Linked DNA regions of Mus musculus: region 1 is linked to region 2. A link is a contact called in public promoter capture Hi-C data. All regions are on one chromosome and are shown on one strand. Each heading gives the region's core, a stretch centred on a gene start, on an enhancer-like site or on the middle of the called end of the contact. The rest is flanking DNA. Distances are from core to core; before and after follow the strand shown.

Region 1 (6,986 bases), core at 2,249-4,748, 200 kb after region 2:
CAGAATACAAAAGAACTTAGCACAAAATATACACAAATCAAAAGGTGAAGTAACTTTGTAGTGAAAACACGATAGACAGCACACTCATCAGCTTTCTACTGCTGTGAGAAAACAACAGGAGGGAGGCGGCATGAAGGAAGTTTAGTCTGGACCATGGACCAGCATTTCTAGACTGGGATTGCTTGAGCCAAGGCAACATAATCAGCATTTTCAGGAACATGTGATGAAAAAGATCTGTTTATCCCATGATGGTGGGGGAGAGGCAGAAAGAGAGGAGGGGAGAGAGAGTAGCAGAAGGAAGATGAGGAAGAGGAACTGGGGTCCCAATAATCCTGCCTCCTACATTCTGAGAGTACTGTGGGTTGGGGACCAAGCCTTTGCATGTGGGCCATTGAGGGATGCTTAAGATCCAAATTATGGTAGACAGAATCTCAAACAAGCGATGAGCACAACCTCAGCCAAGTGGCTATAGAAAGGATATGTCACCTGAGAGGAGGCGAAAGGGAAGTACAGCTCATTTCTGTGATGTCCTGTCATGAAATCCAGTCATGATAGAATATCAGACAGACCCAAAGCTTCACACACACACACACACACACACACACACACACACACACACACACACAGTTAAATGTTGTGAATGCCAAAGGAAAACTAAAGTTCTATTACAGGCTGAAGAAACACATAGCTGAAGATATCACACAATGTCAACATGAATTATTCTGCTATCAAGAACTCACTAGGTGACTTGGTGAAATTTGAATGGATCTTAAAACTGGATGGTAGTAATGAACCAATGTTAACTTCCTGAACTGCATATACAATTACTGGGAGGCTCTCACTTGTAAGAAGTATGTATCAAAGCATAAGGAGCTTGTGTCCATCATGACAAACACTTATTTTCAAATGGCCAAAGAACAGACATGCTGTAATATCTATATTTTGTAGTAAATTAGATATAGCTTTAACTTTAAAAAATTAAAAAAATATATAAATGCACCAGGAAAACAGAAAAGATCATACATTTTGAAAACAGAAACTCAGGGACAGGCATTGTGGCACATGCCTAAACTTCCAGCATTCAGATGGCTGAGGCAGGAAGACAGTGAATGGGCCAGCTGTGACATCTAACAGGACTTTATCTTTAAAAAACCAAACCAAGCAAACAAAAACACAGAAATACATTAACAAATGTACAGAATGTTTATATTCAATTGCATACCAAGACTTGTGTACATATATGGGCTTAATAATTCTCTCAAATATTGCTGTTTTTCTCTAATCGGAATCTTATCAAGTTTTATCACAGCAATCTACCAGGGTAGACAGCTTTTCTCCGATCACAGAGTTAAGGTTTCATATCTAAAATAGCCAAATCTGTACTAGCAATGCTTCTCTTGGGAGTTGCCTCATACGGCTCATTTCTATCTGGGTGCTATGCATCATGATGAGACATAATCCCCAACAAGCCATCAAGATAGATACAATTATCACCTGCTTTGTGCAGGCCTAGACATTTCTCAAAGATACTACACAAAATGCCTGGAGCCTCCAACTCTGTATTAGCAGGGAGGGCACCTGGAGACAATTCTACCCTCAGGACTCTGGCCCATGCTTTCCCATCACAATCTAGGGCTTTACTGGGTACGAGACATCACATTGCTCACTGAGACAGAGACAAATATGAGTGAAACGAGTTCTCAGAGAACAAACTGTTTCAGTCTTTTCTTTCTAGTGTGTGGTCTTCTCTCTCAGCATGACTCTCTAGACATTGGGTAACCTAGGTCAGCGCTTCTCTATTGTTTATTCTCTCACTGGAGAAAAACCCCTTGTACTGGCTAGTTTTGTGTCAACTCGACACAAGCTGGAGTTATCACAGAGAAAGGAGCTTCAGTTGAGGAAATGCCTCCATGAGATCCAACTGTAAGGCATTTTCTCAATTAGTGATCAAGGGGGAAAGGCCCCTTGTGGGTGGGACCATCTCTGGGCTGGTAGTCTTGATTTTAAAGAGAGCAGGCTGAGCAAGCCAGTAAAGAACATCCCTCCATGGCCTCTGCATCAGCTCCTGCTTTCTGACCTGCTTGAGTTCCAATCCTGACTTCCTTGGTGATGAACAGCAGTATGGAAGTGTAAGCCCAATAAACCCTGACCTCCCCAACTTGCTTCTTGGTCATGATGCTTTGTCCAGGAATAGAAACCCTGACTAAGACACCCCTGAAGCCTGAAGCTCTACAAATGTGTCTTAGAATGCAAAGGTGAAAAAGGCTTTCTTAATGTACTGGGCTCGATGAGTTTATGAAGTCTGTGACCTATGACCTGTCTGATCAGCTAAATATGCAAAGAACAACCCACACAAGAGGAGCATGGTGCTAAATATAGCTACTTAAAAATGATCTGGTATTAGCTAAGACGAAGATCGCCGGGCAGTGGTGGGGATCCCAGACCTTGGGAGGCAGAGGCAGGTGGATTTCTGAGTTCAAGGCCAGCCTGGTCTACAAAGTGAGTTCCAGGGCAGCCACTGCTACACAGAGGAACCCTGTCTTGAAAAGCCAAAAAAAAAAAAAAAAAAAAAAAAAAAACCAAAAAAAGAAAAGATCATGCTAGGAAATATTAGGAGCTCCAGAATGGTGGTGACCTTCTGACCCTCAGGTTTCACTTGGGCAAATCTCCTAGGAAGCTCTCAGAAATCACAGCCAGGTCCTGCTATGGGCCTGGAGAAGCAACGAGGCTTTGAATGTGTCTATCTGTGAAGACGCTAACACTCTTCCCATCTACGTGATGATGTGAAACCCAGATGCCAGACAAGAGCAGAGGGAGAGGAATGGAACGGCACCTCACTGAATCAGCAATTCCTCAATCACACTCATAATACAGAACAGGACACATTTAGCATTCCTTCCATAATTCTTATTTGTCCATTAAAAACACTGGCTGTAAAATCTTCCTGAACTTTTGAGAAGTATACATATAGTGGGTAAACTTTCACAAAAAAGCCATAATCTAAAATGAGAGACATGATATAAGAACTACAGAATTACTTTCAAGGTTCTATTGGGGGAAAGAATATCCCCAAAACAAATTAAAAACTGCAGTTTGTACATAGTACATGGAAATAAGAACAACTTGATTATTCAAATTAATACTAGTTATTCATATTAACTTAATTCAGGAATAATATTAGTGCAGGAAGTTACAGGAAAACACAGTGGGGTATGCTTCTTGCTGTTAGTACTAGGTCAGAGAGGCCAGTGGCTTTGGTTTACCTCCAATGGTCTCTCACAAAAAACACCACCAACTGACTATGTCTATTCCTGGAACCGCTCTGACCTCCCTTGTGTTTCATCCTCTCACACAGAGTTATGCGCCAGGAACAGTGGTAATATGTGAACCAAGTTCAAAGATCCCAAAGTGGAAGACGCTGCTTTCCTGCATCCTACCTACTGTAACTGAAAACTGGGAAATTACTGGAATTGAGGACTTACTATGAGTCAGATGGCTGATAGCCTTTCCAACCAAAACATCTGCTGCACGAAGGCACAACTGCTACAATCCATTTCCTCTTGAACCTGGAGGGGGACCAACTTACTTAGCCCTGCTCTTAAAGACACAGGAACTTTGAGTGAGAAATAGGATAAAGGGGATCTTAACATAACCTTCCAACTTTTATTACTTTCTGAAATGCTATTCAAAATTCATGAAAATATGAGAGCTAGTGGACATATAAAAACAACCAAGTCGGTTCAGAGGCATATTCAGTGGCTTATCACATCATAAGCATGTGCTCCGGGACAGCAGGGTCACTGCTTCCTCGGTGTGTGAGAAGGGGTAGCCATCAGCGGGAAAGTGTGCACAACCAGAAAAGCTGCAATATCTGCCAGTCTTCTGATAACTACTTACTGGATGTTTCCAAGTGTCAGGAACTGTTCTAGGGACAAGAAGAAAACAAGCCAGGCAAGGGTCTGCCTCTGAGAGTTTGCCTTTTCAACTGAGAATCAAAAAGCATGAGCAAGAAACCATAAGCAAGAAACAAGTCACTGTCTTATTTCTGATGACTTATTTGCAACAACGGGCACCAAGATTCCCCCCAGCAATTACAAAGTAATGTGATAGTTTGTTGTTGTTTTTTTTTTTTTTCAAGACTGTACCTTTACTTAGAAGTTTAATCTGGTGCAGTTTTAAAAGAGGAAGGGAGTGGGAGATAGAGACGAAGGGGTAAGAGAATGGTGGTGGTAGGTGGCGGTTCCATGGGTCCTTCCCCTGAGGGAAAGGAAATCTGGAACTGCTCAGACAGGTTTGGGGTCCATTGCCTTAGGACACTTAACCCTGAACACTTAAAATCTTAGCCATCAGTGACAAGTATTGAGTTTCACATAAATGTTTCTATATATTTCATTTATACCCACAGAGCAGTATATTAATTCATTATAAACAGTATTAATGTGCACTCACAGTAGATTTCCTTATGAGGGAGAAACAAGACTAAATGCAAATCACCATCTCCCCTACAATCATGCAGCGGCCTGTACGGGCTTTAGTTTACTATGCAGGTCCTGCTGATCGGCAGGTTCCACAGTCAGCCCAGGCAATAGGACAGACACTGGCAAGGCATGCTGATTCTATGCCAGCCCTTATTGTGTCCATAAACTCACCCATATTACTGCCAGAACAGGTGCAGAGAAATGTGCAGAAAGCATTAGAATCATTAATTGTCTCAGTAACCAAAAAATAAAAAAAAAGTGCTTGACTCAATCTGTCAACATATACCTGCCAGTTCTTGTCAACACACTTGAAGGATGGCAAACCTGACCTGAAAAATAGATGATCTCTGTCTTAGATCCAGAGACCATAACCCTCCTGTTTCATCAGCTTAACTCATGTGTGAATGTATCCATGCAAGGCAATGTGCTACAGTCAAAGGATATGAGACACTGGAGTCACACTAGGAAGAATCACAGCTCTACTGCATCCCTGCTATGTCAACCTTGCTGGGCAGTTATTTAAAGCCTGGTACCCATATATGGCTACCAACATTGTCATTGTTACCCAGCTCCTGCTAAACTATCTCACCCACATGTTCCTTTATGTTAGTGGTTCTTAACCTTCTTAATGCTGTGACCCTTTAATACAGTTCCACAATGACCCCTAACCACAAAATTATTTTTGTAGCTGTAATTTTGCCACTGTTATGAATATAAATATCTGTATTTTCCAGTAGTCTTAGGTTATCTCTAAGAAAGACTCATTCAACTCCCAAAGGGCTTCTGACCCACAGGTAGGGATCCATTCCCTTATGTGGACATTAAACAAATGGTGCCTGGCTGTTACCAACTATGTATGTCAGCTCTGTTGGGAAAACCTGGCCTGTCTGCACAGAACCTGTCTTTTGTCTAGTCCCTCTTACTCAGGACAAGCAAGGAACAACACAATCTCCCCTAGACTGATGTCCATGGCATTCCTCATGAGACAGAGCCATGAACCAATACCAAACTAAAGTTACAAAAGGCAGGGGGTGGAGAGTTGGCTCAGTTAGGACCAACTAAGGGCTTTTCCAGAGTACGTGGGTTCATTCTCAGCACATACACAGTGGCTCACAATGGACTGTAATTCCAGTTCCAGAGTGTGATCTCTTTTGGCCTCTGAGGATAGTAGGAATACATGTAGTACATATACATATGTGTATGCAAAACACTCATACATGTAAAATAAAAATAAACAGTTTAAAAATTTAGATTAAAAAAGGTAAAATAAGAGCAACCAATTGAAATATATAAACCAATAAAAATATTAAATTATTACTATAAGTTAGAACATAGGATTTTTAAAATAACTAAGTCATTATAAACCTCAGTTATGTACCAGTAAGTATGATAATAAATAGAAAAGAGATAAAAGTTATGAAAGGTATTGGGACATCACAAACTTAAGTGAATAACTTATTATAATACAAGAATTATTAGTTAACCCTTTTCAAAGCTATCAGTGGGCAATGAACTAGTTAAACAGTGTCTTCAGGTTTTCCAAAATAGGTAAAAATGTTTTTTTTCAATCAACATCATAAGGTAAATATAGTTTTATTTTCCATATATAGGTAAGATATTCCCAACTTCTATAACTAATAACAAATACTGCAGTAAGTCCAATGAAAAACTATGCTAATTTCTCACTGTTAACAAGCAAAGTTTATCTTAGATTGCATGAATAGATACAAGTAAAACAATACAATTAATAACATAAGAAAAAAGGTTAGGAATGACTTCTTAATTTCAATGAATGTGCACAGAAGGCTAAAGCATCGTTTAGTACTTGGAGAATGCACACATGTTATAACCTGGCCGTCAGGCTCTCTCCAGGAGACTTTCAGGCTACATGAACATGAAATCATGGTTCACGGGTGGGTGACATTGTGCAGCCAGAATACTACCAACTCAGTAATTTACTCTGAAAAATAAATGGAGTACTAAAATACTTAGCATTCATATGGGAAATGCATTTTCTACCATAACAATCCAGCCCATTATTTTGCAATGGTAAAGAATAATCACAGACATGAAATACCCTGAACCCTTGGTATCAGTGCATTGTCTTTTTATGTGAGCAGAGAAGACCCTTGTGTGGATTCTGACTCAGGGGAGGAGACAGAGACCTGCATTGTAATAAACCCACACACTAGTCTCACTCTAGGAATAACCCAGTCAGTGAGAACAAGGGGAGGGGCAAGAGGGTCTGAAGTCTGTCACTGAGTCCCGCTCCATTGGGTTCCACATCACAATATTCAAAGTTCACTGGTGAAGCCATCCTGTATTTGGATGTGTTAACTACTTACTGTCATGTTCTGGTTCTATTACATTCTTTTCCCTAATGCTCTCCTAGCTAAGAGTTTACGTAGTAGTTCTTCAGATACATGAACTCATTCAAACAGGTCTGACGCTGCTCACATGGGATCCACTGCATCTCCCAAAGAGAATATCACATGTCTATACCTTAAT
Region 2 (6,207 bases), core at 612-3,111:
TTGGAGCTTGTCTCTCCCTGCTCTCCACTCTACTCATGCAGAACACGGTCAAGTTCATGGTTGTCTGAAGGCTTGCATCACTTTCAGTACTCTCCAGTCCGGTTCCCACCCTCTTTCCCCTCCCAGAATTCCAGTCCCACAGTCCCAACCACCTGCAGAACATTCTGACCTAGAAGACACTCTGGCCAATGTGCACTTCTCTAACAGAGCCTTTAGCTTCCAAGTCTCCCTAGATCCTTGCTGGTAATCCACCGCCAAGAGTCTCCTCTTCTTTGTTCTTGGTGACATTCCTGTTCTAATTTTGCTACCCTTCAACAAAATCCTCGCAGAAGCCTGCTTCCCTGAGGACACAAGCCAGCCATGCCTTTCTGTTGACTGTCTCTGTCTCCAAGACCTGACCAGGATCTTAGTGTTCCTCCAACGCTCTTCCTGACTCCCAGGATGGTTCTCACTATCTGCCTTCCACTCACTTTGTTTGTTTTGTTTTTTAAACAAATATATTCTTTAATATTTTTGAGGTATGCATTCCTTTGAGAAGTAAACAAAGGACACTCTCAGAAAAAGTGCAAGCAGAGCTTCCATTCCTAGTACATACATCTTATGCTACAGACTCCTCTAAGCCCACCCATAGTTAGTGTATGAGCCCCAAGCCTGTGTTTCTGCCTCTCCTCCAGCACGTGACTACATCCTCTTTCTAGCAGCACCATTCTCACCTTCACTTCCATTTAGGTTAGATGGAATGCTTTCCACACTGCTAAGCCATCAGAGGATTCTCGTCTGCCCATAGTCAGTCCCTGTGCTTCCAGGACATTTGAATATTCACATATCCTCCCTGACAGGTCACATTGATGGCCCCTGTAAAATGGGGCTTACTGGCTTAGCCCTGGTTCAACATGCAGTCCACAGTGGCTTCAATGAACATAGCTCATGGTAGCCACTTGTTGGCAGGGTTAGTTTAAACCTGTGCATTTCTAACTATTAAAGTATGTGGGTGAGAGAATAATACTCTACCAGTAAATGTAGTGTTTAGGTAGTGACAGAGGAAACTAGCCGTTATTAAATTTTAAACTGTGCCAGAGAAAAGAGAGAAAGACAGATAGATTTAGTATCTTTCATCCATTCCTGACCGACACAGCCCCACAGTGCCTACATCACTGTCACCTTGACTTTAAAGCACTTGTGCACAGGTGCACCAGACCAAACACTCTTCATACATAAGAAAGAGCTGATGAGACTGTGTCCTGACCTGGAACACAGCTGGACGAACCAAGAGAAGCCCCAAGGTGAGGTTCACAAAGGACAGAGTGTGGCAACTGTGGCTGCAAGCCACATATTCCAGTGGCTTCTATTTTCCCAACAGTCTAGATGTGTAGCTGGGGAAAGCTGACTCCCTTAATCTGAGGATCAGAGTGGGTAGGCTGCTGTCAGTGCCTGTAGCCCTTACTTCAAGGTCACTGTAGTCAGGGTCACTCTGGCTGTTTCTAGGTTACATACAGCAGGATCCCAACATTCCTGGTTAAATAGACGGTGAAGGCTGCAAGGATTGGCTCCAGGCATTAGCCTGAGCCTGGCAGCCATAGTTCGAGTGGTCCCCTGTCATCCCTCCCAGGACCAGAGTCTCATAGGGTCTGGAGCTATAGCCCTTAGTTCAGTGTTTCCTGGGAACACTTGTGGGGAAGGGGCTGCAAGGCCCTTATACAAAGGGTCTTGGCAACAGGGAGCATGACTGATAGGCAGGCAGGCTCTTCCTTTGCGGAAAATTTGCAGAAAGTTTCCTGTGTTTCCTGGGCTTTTCCTGCCAGGGCAAACTGTGCCTCCACGAGGGAAGTGTGGCGAGGGCTATTTAAAGGCATGGTGCTACCAGCTGTTTGCAGAGATCGCTTCTCAGCTTGGCTCCTCATTAAGTCAGTTAAGGGAGGGGAAGCAGGCACAGGAGGGGGAAAATGACAACTGGCGCCCACCCATTTATAGATGGTTTTAGAGCCCTGCTTTCAATTATTTAGTTTTTATCAGAGAAAACGAGGAGCTGCCCAGGGCACAGCATGCTAACGGCACTAGGTATCTACATCTGTTACCAAAGGCAAAGTGTCCAGAAAGCTTCCCAAGTGTGTGATGTGGTAGGGAAGGCTCCTTGCCTTAGCATTAACTGGCCAGGGGTGGGTGTGGTGGCAGGAGACAGATGCCTGGAGTCAGCCAAGTCCCTCACTCCACTCATGCTAGAAGTTTTAGTTTCAGAACAGTTCAGAGTCTATTATGTTTCAGGGTGGAATAAGGCTCTGATACTCTCATCCCTTTGGTAGGTCTAATTGATGTCCTATTGCTTGAGATTTCAAAATCCCAGCACAGTCCAAGAATCTCCAGAAAACAAATTGTAGCAAAGGGATCCCAGGCTGTGATGAGGTCAGTTCTGTGTACAGCAGGGCGCGGGGCAGGAGACGCAGTGCTTATTAGCAGCTCTCCTTCTCTTGCCCTGGACCCAGGGCTGATAGTCTCCTCTCTGGACTGCAGCTCTCTCTTCTACACAGCTGAGAGCTTGGCCTGCCGCTGACTGTGGGTGACAGGTCATGTAGAGTAGGCTCTGAAGTAGTGAGATCTCAGCTTCAGGCCTGTTCATGTGCCTTTATTAGCTGGATCCCTTGGGCAAGTGACATTAGTTTGGCTTCTTCATCTATAATATGGGAACAACTATAGCTACCTTAAAAGGTTCTTAAATGAGATGGCCCAAGTAAGCCCTTGACATAATAACCAACCTAATAGATGATCAATGCTGCCAACTGTTAACATGGGGACCAAGCTGGGTCTAAGCATTGGGCAGAGAGGTTCAGAGTTTTTGTAAACAGCCATAAACATCGTGAGTCTCTGTGGACGAGGGATGCCTTGTACAGGGAGACAGGTCTGCGAGTCTGTGTCCTTAGTTCATCCTCTTCCTGTGGCTTCTTGACTGACTCCTCCTTCCTCAAACATCCCATACAGAGCTGTCAGCTGGAGCAGTGAGATGGCTACTTTTACACTGGACAAGCAGCCAATGTCCTGGGGACAGGATAGATCCTCTGAAATTCAGTCCTGGTCTGCTTGGTGGCATACTGGTGGCATACTGGTGGCATCTAAGGGTGAGCTCTGCAGCCAAAGCTACCTGAGGCCCTCATTCATCTTCCAAACCTGCTGGGTTTGCTCCTTGGGTACAAATTTTTGGTCAGGAAGGAGGTCACAGCTGTTGACTAGGAAAGGGCTTAAAAGTCATATGACGAGCTGCCCAAGACAAGGGCAGAATTATTTGGCGTGGTCCTCAGACAGATCTTTTTATTTTGCAAAAGCCTAAATATTTGCCTTCTTCCAAAACAAGACTTGAATTAAAAAGTGCTTTTCTCTGGGCAATTGTAAGATGAGACAGACCTGTGATGTTCGAGCCAGGCCAGTGTGGTGGTGGGGTGGGCTAGGGTGGGCTGGGCGAAGTGGTTCAGAGGCATGACCCTCACTGTCAGAAAATCTAGAACATATAAACCAAGCCAGAGGTCATTTATGAAAATAGAGGCAAGTTCCAAATACCTAATAGTTCTCCCTGCCTTTTCCAGCTCCGTTCTGCAGCTGTGACTTCAACTGGCACATGGTTTTCATCAGTCACATGAAAACCGATTGTGGTATGAAAATCAAAGCAGTCCTGTAAACACTGTAAGGCAAGTCCTGCTAATCATGCCTTGTGGTCTTTGGTCTTGCCTTGTCCTCACTGTCCTGGACTGCCATGTAAATACAGACTCATTCTGGGTTCTCGCCTCGTGTCAAAAGGCCAGGCTTACAAAAGATCTAAAAAAAAAAAAAAAAGGACTTGCTTTCATTTTGATGTTCTTCCCTGCAAACCTTCCAAAGCCCAGGTAGCAACTGCCCATCTAACTCTGTGCAGCATGGTGGATCAGTGACTGCCAGTGGGAGTCTGTTTGACTGTTGTGCCCGGGGTGATGGTAGCTTGGCTCTCTGGTATGGGGTTTAAGAACAAACAAGTGTTTTTGTAACGGTTCGTAGGGAGTCTTGCTACACATGGCATTCCTTGAGCAGCTCTGGTTTGTTTCTGGGGTGTGAGGGGTGGTGTCCAAGCTTATAAAATGAGGAATTAGTACACTGAACATGCAAAGTCTTGATATTAAGCTGAGAACACAATGTCACATGCTAATGGCTTCATACACAGGCCCAGTCTTCCTTGGGCTGAATCCCACAGCACTCTGCTCACCGGTCTCAGGCCAGCGTGGTTTGATTTGGCTGAGGGTGTTTAGACTTGTGTCCTGACTGTGTGTTAGGCAGTGTGCTGCCTCACCTATGAGAAGGCTAAGGTTGTGATCTCAGTATTGCTAAACTCAATCATCAAAAGCTGTTGTGGAAGGGCTTCAGAGACCAGGTCTACACATGCAGGTATTGGAATGGAACCTGATTCCTGACGAACCACAGGGTAGCTAAAAATTCTAAAGTGCTCAGGGTTACCTAGCAGTTTGCTGCCCTTCTGAAGCCCTCTATGAGGTCTTCCGGAGCCTGGCCAATTCCTTTGGGGCCAGGGCAGCTTGTAGTCAGTTACTGCAATTGTTGGGGGGCAGTGTCTCTTGCATCCTGGAGAGTGAATACTCAAGTACAGTGTGCACAGTGGCATTCACAGTGGTAGAAGAGAGCAGAGGGCTAGCTGGCAAATGGAGAGGGATGGAAAGAACATCCTACAGGCCTCAGCTATAAGGCTGGCTTGCTCTGCTGGGCTTCCATCTCTGAGTGAATGCCTCTATCATATGCCAAACAGTTTCCCATACTCTTAGGACGGAAGATCCCTGCTCATCATATGCACCCCAGTTTCACACTGGGTACTCTACACACACAGCTCTACATGGGTTCCTCAAACAGATATGTGAAGAAGTGCTTTAGAGCAATATCATTTTATAAGGGAAGGAACGATCACATTGCTACAAGGGAGGTTGTAGGGGAGGTTGAACTGCAATGGCCCCTTACTATGATGCAGAATCCTGGTCGGTCCATATTGGCTTTGGTTGAAATTAGAATGGCCTGTCCTCAGTATCCTTGTGCCTGTCTTTCTCAGGCTTCATTACAGGTGACTTCTAACCTGGTGTATAAATAAAAGAAGTCTGCTCTAGGATGGCCTAGCAGTCCAGGAGCTGGCAAACAAGTCTTGTTTGTTTCCTCTCTGGTCATCTGGCATGAGCTGGTGAAGCTGCAGCAGGTAGTAGGTGTGCTGGGAATGAGGAATGAGGTGCTGCTGGGAGCTTCAAAGCCCAAGCAAGGCCCAGCTCTGTGCTCATCAGGTCCTGTCACTTGTTTCTGCCTATTTTGCTCACACAGACGATCCCCCGATTACTCTGCTAAGGGCAAGCAGGAACCTAGCTCAGGCCAGGATGTGATGGCAGTGTGAAGGCCCATGGATGGTGAGGGATCTGACCACAGCCTTGGCCACAAGAAGGGCTACTCATCGGCTCACCTGCTAGGGGGAAGTGACCATCTATTTGATGATGGTGAGTCACCTTCAAGGTCACAGATGGCCTTCTCTTGCTTAGTAAGAAAAAGGGGAAACACCAAAGGATGACCCCCTGAGAGGAAGTGCTCAGCCTAACCAGCAGGGCTGACCACAGGGAGTGTGGGGTCCAGGCTCCAACAGGAGGAGGAGGTGCTCAGGGTTTCCATATAGCACCACCTGGTATTAGTCTAGACTCAGGGTCTAGTTATAGTCCCTGAGGATCAAGATCACCTTTAGGATATTAATTCTTTGTAGGGTTAAAACAACAGTCTTCCTGTTGAGCTTCTTGGTGGCTGTGATGTATTGTTTGCCAGGCAGCAAATATGGCTTAGTGGGTGAATTCTAGACCTCAAGTGTCTAGGGGCTCATGGCTTCCCCAGCTGCCTTGGCTTTTGGGCATAGCATCTGGTAAGTGCTCTGAGTCTTTGGTTCCCAGGAAAGGTGTTTATGGCTGGCTTTCATAGCAAACTGAGGGACTTTTACACCCTTTTCATTCACAGCCAGTGGACCAAACAAGTCAGAGAGCTAACAGAGAAGCACCCGCTCTGTGTCCACAGGGCTCACAATACTCTGCAGCAGCTCACAGTCCTGCAATGCCACCCCAGGATGTGCTGTCAGCTATCTGTGGCCCTTGGTATCTGTTACAGACAGCGAAGGGAGGGATTGCAAAAAGGACATATGTGTAATGTAGGCAGATGATATTCATG

What was found. Capture Hi-C pulls out chosen DNA fragments and counts their contacts.
Region 1: a contact with region 2 is called in a promoter capture Hi-C map of adipose tissue. The contact joins two enhancer-like sites. A contact is called at or near these places in 3 of 484 Hi-C or Micro-C datasets (embryonic fibroblasts, muscle stem cells and uterus), 2 of 115 datasets of contacts at active chromatin or transcription factors (fibro-adipogenic progenitors and pancreatic cancer cells) and 2 of 9 other capture datasets (adipose tissue and liver).

What each region holds. Positions count from the first base shown.
Region 1 is chr5:31,873,258-31,880,243 of GRCm38.p6, reverse strand. The region is part of intron 6 of Babam2 (BRISC and BRCA1 A complex member 2); the gene reads right to left. Among named protein-coding and RNA genes, the nearest start is that of Gm52770, 120 kb to the left of the region's middle. Within about 2 kb of position 3,498, at least 76 of the 459 cell types and tissues checked have an H3K27ac peak or open chromatin away from gene starts, as enhancers often do. A contact at or near this core is called in adipose tissue, fibro-adipogenic progenitors, muscle stem cells and 1 more, where this site is marked.
Region 2 is chr5:32,076,650-32,082,856 of GRCm38.p6, reverse strand. The region is part of intron 11 of Babam2 (BRISC and BRCA1 A complex member 2); the gene reads right to left. Among named protein-coding and RNA genes, the nearest start is that of Gm40277, 11 kb to the left of the region's middle. Within about 2 kb of position 1,861, at least 43 of the 459 cell types and tissues checked have an H3K27ac peak or open chromatin away from gene starts, as enhancers often do. A contact at or near this core is called in adipose tissue, fibro-adipogenic progenitors, muscle stem cells and 1 more, where this site is marked.